3 separate regions of the Hordeum vulgare genome follow, and regions 2 and 3 are each linked to region 1. Evidence: chromatin contacts called from public Hi-C data. All regions are on one chromosome and are shown on one strand. Each heading gives the region's core, a stretch centred on a gene start, on an enhancer-like site or on the middle of the called end of the contact. The rest is flanking DNA. Distances are from core to core; before and after follow the strand shown. Region 1 holds the start of LOC123410150 (phosphatidylinositol-3-phosphatase SAC1). Region 2 holds the start of LOC123409382 (TOM1-like protein 5). Region 3 has its middle 78 kb from the start of LOC123409382.

What was found. Hi-C and Micro-C count contacts between places; a contact is called where the count stands out from the background.
Region 2: a Hi-C map of seedling shows a contact between it and region 1, with 4 times the contacts expected there. The contact joins the promoter of LOC123409382 here to the promoter of LOC123410150 in region 1. A contact is called at or near these places in 3 of 6 Hi-C or Micro-C datasets (leaf and seedling).
Region 3: a Hi-C map of leaf shows a contact between it and region 1, with 2.5 times the contacts expected there. The contact joins the enhancer-like site here to the promoter of LOC123410150 in region 1. A contact is called at or near these places in 2 of 6 Hi-C or Micro-C datasets (leaf and seedling).

Annotation. Positions count from the first base shown.
Region 1 is chr7H:436,910,959-436,913,689 of MorexV3_pseudomolecules_assembly, forward strand. It overlaps LOC123410150 (phosphatidylinositol-3-phosphatase SAC1), which reads right to left and starts at 1,446. Exons shown (of 16, transcript XM_045103045.1): 1 at 1,241-1,446; 2 at 935-1,139. The coding sequence starts at 1,315.
Region 2 is chr7H:437,060,474-437,063,336 of MorexV3_pseudomolecules_assembly, forward strand. LOC123409382 (TOM1-like protein 5) reads right to left here and starts at 1,413. Exons shown (of 10, transcript XM_045102304.1): 1 at 1,293-1,413; 2 at 906-1,072; 3 at 482-560; 4 at 1-78. The coding sequence starts at 1,006.
Region 3 is chr7H:437,138,312-437,141,011 of MorexV3_pseudomolecules_assembly, forward strand. No RefSeq gene overlaps it. Among protein-coding and RNA genes, the nearest start is that of LOC123409382, 78 kb to the left of the region's middle. Within about 2 kb of position 1,425, at least 2 of the 3 cell types and tissues checked have open chromatin away from gene starts, as enhancers often do. A contact at or near this core is called in leaf, where this site is marked.

The sequences.
Region 1 (2,731 bases), core at 196-2,695:
CGGTCACCAAATTGCAAAAGAAATATAACCAGGATTCAGAGGTTAATGAATTATCTCTCAGTTTACATCATTATTATCTACGCATTTCCGTTACCAGCCTCTGATTGTGCAGATAGCCAGTTGGTATCATTTGTCTCCACAAGGAACTACTCCTAGCAATTATAAAAAAGAGCTCCTAGGCGTGCGCTTAAGCATGCCTATGCGCTAGGTGACAGAAGAATGTGTAGCCTTAAGCACTCATAGGCGTGCGCTTACGCGTGCCTATGCGCTAGGTGACAGCAGAATGTGTAGCCTTAAGCACTGATAGGCGTGCGCTTAAGCATGCCTACTCATGTGTTTACGTGAGACAGGTGCTGGGAAGAAGCAAACTAAGAATTTACGCCTAGAGCTTTTCTGAGCCTTGATTCCTAGTAAGGAACAAGGAAGTTGTTGGCAATAGATCCAAGGGAGATTTTTCCTCTTTTGGAATTCATAAGCAAACAAAAGAAAACATGACGGCATCAAGTGCACCTTCCTATGACGAGCCAACTGAAATAAAACTAGCAGGGATTGGTTGGAATGAAATCACAGCCAATTTGCAATACATAGACAATTTATCAACTAAAATAAGTTACCCGCACTTCCTGACATGGTAAATCTGCTGATAATATTATCATACTAACTTAATTTTCCAGTACAAAGAAACCACACAAAAATTACCAGCAAAAGGCATTGACCAACTGGACAAGGCTTTCTGATTTCTAACAAAATAAATCTTATGACACACTCATTTGCTTTAACAGAACAAATTAGTCGAGCTTAATTATAAATTCGCCTGGACTAAGAATGAAATTTCCATGGGATCAGTAGAGCGAGCTAGGTTAATAATGCAACGCAATCCAATCCAGTGCAACAGGATGAATGAATGAACGAACGAACGTTCTGGACGGGGCACCTGCGATGCCGTAGGCCTTGGTGACGAAGGTGAGGCCGCCAGTGGAGCGGTTGCCCTCGGCGATGCGCTGGAGCAGGCTCTTGACCTCCTGCTGGGAGTACCAGACGGGGTCCTCGCTGAGGTGGAGCTCCGACGGCTCCGAGCGGTCAATCTTGAGCACCCGAAACCACCGCTTCTCCCTCGAGCTCCCGATCACGTAGAACCTCTGCCAGCACAGCCAATTCCGACGCGTCAATTCAGCAAGCTGGCGAGCGAGCGATTCCGCCGGGCGTGCGGTTGGGAGAAGGGGGGGCAATGGATGCTTACGGCGCGCGTTTCGTAGAGGCGGAACTTCTCCAGCGTCGCTGACGCCGCCGTCGGGTCGTCCGCCTCCGCCGCCATCGATCCCGATCGAAGCGCGCAAGGGAAGACGGGGTGGAAGGGGACGATCGGAAAGGGGAAGAAGGCACTACGGATATTGTATCTGAACGCTGAAGGCGTCCTCCGTGAAACCCGTGACCATGTTGGTCAAGGCGCCCTCTTCTCTAATGTACAAAGCGTATTATGGAATGAACTGTATCACGTTGCATGTTCGGGGTTCGCTTTCAGCCTACCGCAGGTCATGATGTTGGGATTTTATTTTTTTCAAATACTAAAGCAAGCGAAGCCATGCCGTCATTATCACCCCTTCCTCGCAAATCTTATCTATCTCTCCCTAATAATAAAGCGTGCAGCGCTTCTGCCGTCCGTCGCGGCATTTTTACAAAAACACCCTTTGTTTTTCGGTATTCAACCCGCAGTACGTTTCTAAGTTAAAAACGTTTCGGATTTACATAACCCCCCTCCCCGGCTTATCCATTCCCGTCGGAGGGGCCTTCTCGCCGCTTCTCCACCGGCGGGCTCCCCACCGGCACCTTCGGGCTGACCGGCATCGGCACGTGGGAGGCGGTGGTCCTCTTCATCTCCCGCACCCACGAGCAGCCCCTGATCTGCTCCCCGCGCTGCCGCCCCGGTCCTCCCGTCGGTCGCCGGCCCCGATCCACGCAGCGATGACACGGATGCGGTAGTCTTGTTGTTGTCAACGGGACTACCGCATCCGTGTCATCGCTGCGAGACAAACACAACAACATTGTGTCAATGCTAACTGAATTGCGCGGAAGGAGAAGCTGATAGATCGACAGCAACGCTCATCTCCCTCTGTCTTTCTAAAGGAAAACTGCCTTCATGCCCCATGGGCATCATCTTGTTGCATGACAGCAACCCGACAGTTTGCAAACTTGAGAGCTGAGGACAAGAAGAAAACGGGGTCCAGTTGTGGATCCTAATGTTGGGCTGACGGGTCAACAGAAGAATATTATGCATAAATGTGGATGGTTCATCGATGATTGTTGATTCGGATGTGTGGCTTCCGAATGAGTGAATTCATTCAGTCAAAGCAGTGTATTATCTACAGCTTCTCTTGTTAACTGGCTGATGATGTCTGATAAAAGCTCATGCCCGACTTTATAGATAACGACATATGGCAGAAACCAAAGAGTCATACAACCAACCAAACAACGGAGTCGTCCGTCGTCGGTGATGTACATCAATGTACCTATTGTCATTAGTATTGTTTTCTTTTCGAAAAGGATGTAGGTGTTCTTCTGAAAATGAGGTTTTGTCACAGCATGTGTTATTATCAACTAGCAAAAATGTTCGTGCGTTGCAACGGGAGAAAATAAATCATCCTCCATACACACTGGACGACATCAAGAAATCATATGAAATCTTTAACAATACCATATGAGAAACAACATGATAAGTGATGTTGTGCACAAA
Region 2 (2,863 bases), core at 163-2,662, 150 kb after region 1:
AAGTATCGGAAGAAGCCCATTATCAATGACCTGCTTGTGGATAGGCTCTCCACAGTTATTCATGAGCATCTCCAACAGCTGGAAGAAATAGCACCATAAAAGGATGTTGGTTATAAGTGGAAATGGATTTACTAATTCTCTTGGTATATGTTAAGTTATTTAGTTGCAGTGAGAGAGCAAAATAGATCAACATCACACAATTGACCACACAGACAAGGCATCTTAGGCACCTCTGTGCTCTCTTTTATAACAAAGCAATGATCAGGGGCCCAGGGAGGCTGGTTTGCACCGAACCAAATAAAGGATTTGCTGAGTTTTGTCTTGCAATAGCAGAGGCACAGATGGTCCCTATCTTCTTACATGTCCCGGATATTTATGAAGAATACTATAAGAGATTCGTATGAATAATCTATAACCCCAAACACAGCAGCTGATCAAGGAACCACACCACAAAGAGGCTAATTCGGCACATATAACTCACCATGACAGCATAAAGTTGAGCATCCTTGCTCCTGCTTCCTATGCACTTCTTTATGGATTTGATCACATCCTTCGCTTTCCTGGTGAAAGTAACAGGGAGAGAGAAAAAAAGGATCATTCGAGGAATTAAACGCCGTCATTCCAAATGGCAACCTAAGAGCCATGGATGTATAAAAGAAAAATCTGCACGCCAAGAAGAACTGACCGCTCCTTCAGATCGATTCACGGTCCACTCAAGAAAATACGGGGATGATTTTTTTTTTTTTGGGGGGGGGGGGGGGGGGGGGGGCGAACATGGAGATGATATGCTACTATGTTGCAAAATCATAAACTAAATCTTTGAACCGGCAAGAAGTTGCAATGCTACACGCATGACTGAATATTTCTTAACAAGGGGGTAGTATGCAAGGGAACGGCAAGATTACCCCGGATCCTGAGCGACGAGCTCGCAGATTTCGATGTTCTTGGCCCAGTCCATCTCCTTGAGCTTCTCGCTCGTCGCCGCCTTCACCATTTCTGAAGCCATTTCCTCCAGACTCTCTTGAACGCGTTCAATCTACAATCTTTCTTCCCCCTCCGGACTAATCCAAACCTGATTCCACGACGCAGATGAGTAAAGTAACCGGAAAATCCCTCTTTTCGTAGACAGAGGCGCTAATTAAACCATAAACATCAAGTCTTCCGCAACCCGCGAGCACCACACAAAGAACATTCTTTCAGGCAAGGAAGAAGAAAAGATAATCTACCACCACAAGATCGCTCACTTCGAGGGGAAGAGAGAGAAAAGAAAAGCGAACATAGCACGCACGAACCCAGATCGGCCGCGACTGAGTCGAGAAGCGTCCCTAGTGCATCGTCGCCGGCGGCGGAGGAGCCATGGCTGGGGGTGGCTCGCGCAGTGATCTCACTGGGAAGGAAGGGGAAGGGGGAGGGAGAGGGGTATGGAAGATGAGGTTATTTGCAAATTTCAATACAGTTTTCTCGTTTTGCAGATTGCACCCTGACTTTTCAGGTATTGGACTATCACCACCGTTGTCAACATCGTCGTCCAAGGAAAACTTTTAATGAAAAAATCAAGCCAATCAGTTTATATCTTGTGTACGAAATTATAACTGAAAACGACAATGTGGTCTACTTCCTCTGAGTTACTGTAGCTTATAACGTCCTACCAATTTTTTGTTGGAGCAATGAGATACGAGGTCAATTGGTTTACATGGTCATCTCAAAAAATTTGGCCCCAATGCAAAATAGACCCTAAAATTTCTGGTATCAATATATTTTTTAACGAAATATATATGGATGAATTCAAACACTGTATAAAATTACGTGCTTATCAGGATGTTATGGGAACAAAAAAAAGGAGCAACACTTGAATTTCAAAGGAGCAACTAACTTCGAAATATTTGTGTGACAACTTGTATACTCAATAATAAATTATTCATGACAAAAAAGTCTAAATTAAATAGGATTCAATCTGAACGCACCTTGCGGACAGATTGGTGGTGCCTTGCCTTGCCTCGACCATTGACGGCCAAGAAAATTGTGGAATGAATTCTTCATAACGGCAGAGCTACATATTATGTCTTCGGGCAGGAAATGAAGCGGCAACGCTAGTCTCCGCCTTCATGAAGCGGGGCCACACTTCCGTCAATTCATGTTGAGGGGCTTTTCTTTTTCAGCAAGGCCACATGGGGCTAGACGAATATATCTAGATCGACATGTTGTGTCTGTAGTTTAAAAATCGGACCGGACCGACAGTCAGACCCGAAAAAACCAAGAAGCAATGACCTTAAAGTTTTTTAAGCTAATAAAACCGTTTTGTAATTGGACAGAGGGAAATCAGTCAAACCATTCGGTTTTCTAGGAAACCGGTGAATAAACAGGGCTTTTGAACCGGAAAAAAGTTGAAATGGTCAGCGCATACTTTACGAAAAGCGAGATTCAATCCCATGACACATAGGAGTAGGAATTGCGTGCTCATGGTCCAATGACCAACTCGGTGTTGGAAATATGCCTTAGAGGCAATAATAAATTAGTTATTATTATATTTCTTAGTTCATGATAATCGTTTATTATCCATGCTATAATTGTATTGATTGGAAACACAATACTTGTGTGGATACATAGACAAAACACTGTCCCTAGTAAGCCTCTAGTTGACTAGCTCGTTGATCAAAGATGGTCAAGGTTTCCTGGCCATAGGCAAGTGTTGTCACTTGATAACGGGATCACATCATTAGGAGAATCATGTGATGGACTAGACCCAAACTAATAGACGTAGCATGTTGATCGTGTCATTTTGTTGCTACTGTTTTCTGCGTGTCAAGTATTTGTTCCTATGACCATGAGATCATATAACTCACGGACACCGGAGGAATGCTTT
Region 3 (2,700 bases), core at 175-2,674, 230 kb after region 1:
GACGACGTATTTCCGTATATCAGAACAGTAGTGGATCACTTCTCAACTTCGTGGACCAAATTGGACCTCGCCAGCAACTTCGAGGGTGACACATGCAATTATCTTCTTTTTTTGCGAAATCTCATGGGATAGCGGTAGATGAGCCGAAAGACGGGGACAAAATCACTATTCTGATCTTCTCAGCGATCTTTGTCACAAAATAAGCTCGACATGAATGTATTTCATGATGTGGTCCTTTGGACAACGCCATAGCCCGCGATGTTACTGCCCAACATAGAAACGCCGAGCTAGATAGCATTTCTGCCCTTGTCCACTGTCAGGCCGGGCACATGTATGTGACATGCCAAAAACGTCGAGCTAGATCCCGTTTCTGAAAACGCCATTGACCCTCGCATTCCTATGGTGGGGTTCAATAGCGTTTCGAGAAACGCGAGGGTCAATGACGTTTCCACAAACGTCAAGGTCAATGGCGTTTCCAGAAATGGCATCCAACTCGGTGTTTTTCGCGTGTCACGAACAGTGTGCAAGGACAAAAACGCTATCTAACTCGACATTTTATGTTGGACAATAATTTCGCGGGCTGTGACATTGTCAAAAGCTCAGACCATAAAATACTTCCATGATGAATTTATTTTATGATAAAGATGGTTGAGAAGGTCATTTCGGTCGAGAAAGACAGCTTGCGGCCGACACCCTTCGATCGAGGATGCTGGTCAATTGTCGTGGCGCTGTAAATCACTCCTAAGTGATCCATCAATCCAGATGTTCACATAAGCATCTTCAATAAAATCCCTATTATTAACTTTCCTAGACTCTTCTTGAGCTAGTACTCCCTCCGTTTCGGTGCATTAGGCATATTAGAAGGTGCACTGCAACCTAGGCATGTAGAGATTGGATTGAAGAATAAGTGAAATTATAGAGGAAGCCAATCACACTATTCCTTTCTCTACTAAAAACATGATATTAATTAAAAGACCTCTTCAAATTCAAAAAACATGACCCATAAATTGAATGCATTGGTCCTTCAATTAATAGATGGGGTCTAATTAATATGCATGCAACTAGTACTACTGTGATGTGCCTTAGCGTTTTAAGATTATTATTCCTAATGCACCGAGACGGAGGGAGTATCTTAGTGTGGTTAGTTGCGGCTAACTCCTTGAAACGGATTCTTTTAGGTGCTGAGCGCCTTTCTGGATTCAGATTATAGTTGCCCTTAGTTAATTATTAAACTCGAGTGTGATGCTACAGTACATACACTAATAGTTCTGCCGAGCTGATCATTAAAAAGTTTGTTTTGTCAATAGATCTGCTGCTGATGGCTGGCAGCTGGTCATTAATTAGTGCAGCTGGGTCATGTTAGGTCAACATCGGTAGTAATGGCACCAGCTGTTTCCGCAGCTGCGCAACGGATACACACACAGGCTAGCCGCGGGGGCCTCCTTGTTCCCTTGTGCCTTGTCGCCCTAGCATTGGCAAAGCCCGTCCCTATCCCAAGACTAAATCAGCTGAAAAAAGTCCAACTAATACACTAACTATAAGTCGGCCGGCCAATTGATGCTTTAGAGGGTGCTTGATACGTTTTACATGATTAAAAATAATGGAACTAAAACTTACTAGTTTCACTCATGCTAGGATCAAAATACTAAGGGAAACGTTACCTTCCAGCCGGCTGATCCTGCTCTCGCATCCATCACCTCTTTTGTTTGCCACGTGGGCGCATCTAACGGCTGAAAATGGTTCCCGTGGCCGGCAGGTCACAAGCCGTTTTCCTCAAACAATTCCATTGTTTCAGGACATTGTTCCTGCAGCGCGCTGCTGGCGAGCAGGAGGGGCTCTCCCTCGATCCTGATGGATCGGGAGCCAGGGCGGCGGCGTGCTCCAGGCAGCAGGATGCCGGAGCTCTCCCTCGATCCTGATGGATCGGGAGCCAGGGCGGCGGCGTGCTCCAGGCAGCAGGATGCCGGGGCTCTCCCTCGATCCCGATGGATCGGGAGCTAGGGGGACGGCGTGCTCCCGGCAGCAGGATGCCGGCGCCAGAGAGGCGGCGAGGCAGCCGATGAGCATGAGGGCGGCGGATCCGGCCGGACCTCGTCGGATCCGGGCCGGACGGCGGCGGCGCGACGAAGGGGCAGGCGGCGCGGTGGTTCCCTGCAGGCTGGGGCTGCAGCTGGCGGCGCACTCCGGCGACCTGCCGACGACACATGCGGGGCGACGGCCGGAGGGAACCAGCGGCGAGCGGGAGCTCCTGCGGCTGCGGATGCAGCTCGGGGCGTGTTTGGCGCGTGGTTCGCTCCGAGAAGGAGGCAGGGAGGCTTGTTGCAAAAATTCCTGAAACTTGACCGTTGTTGCAAAAAATTCTTCCGTAAAAATACCTATGTTATAGGAAGACGAAGAAAAAAAATCTGCAACAAGCAAATTGTTTCTGAAACTCGACCGTTGTTTCAGGAATTAACGGATCTAAAGTTTATTTCTTGCAACAAAGCGAAAGTTTCCGCAACTCGAGCATCGTTTCAGGAAATAACTACTGACCATGCGGCGGGGATGCAGGGCGTTAGATCGGCATCCGACGGCTAGCTAGGTGATGGATAATTTTTAAAAATCATCCGACGGATGCGTAGCGTTCCCCAAATACTAAAGAGATTAAAAATCAAGTTAATGGACATTTATTATCCTCCAAACCCTCCAATCCAGAATTCG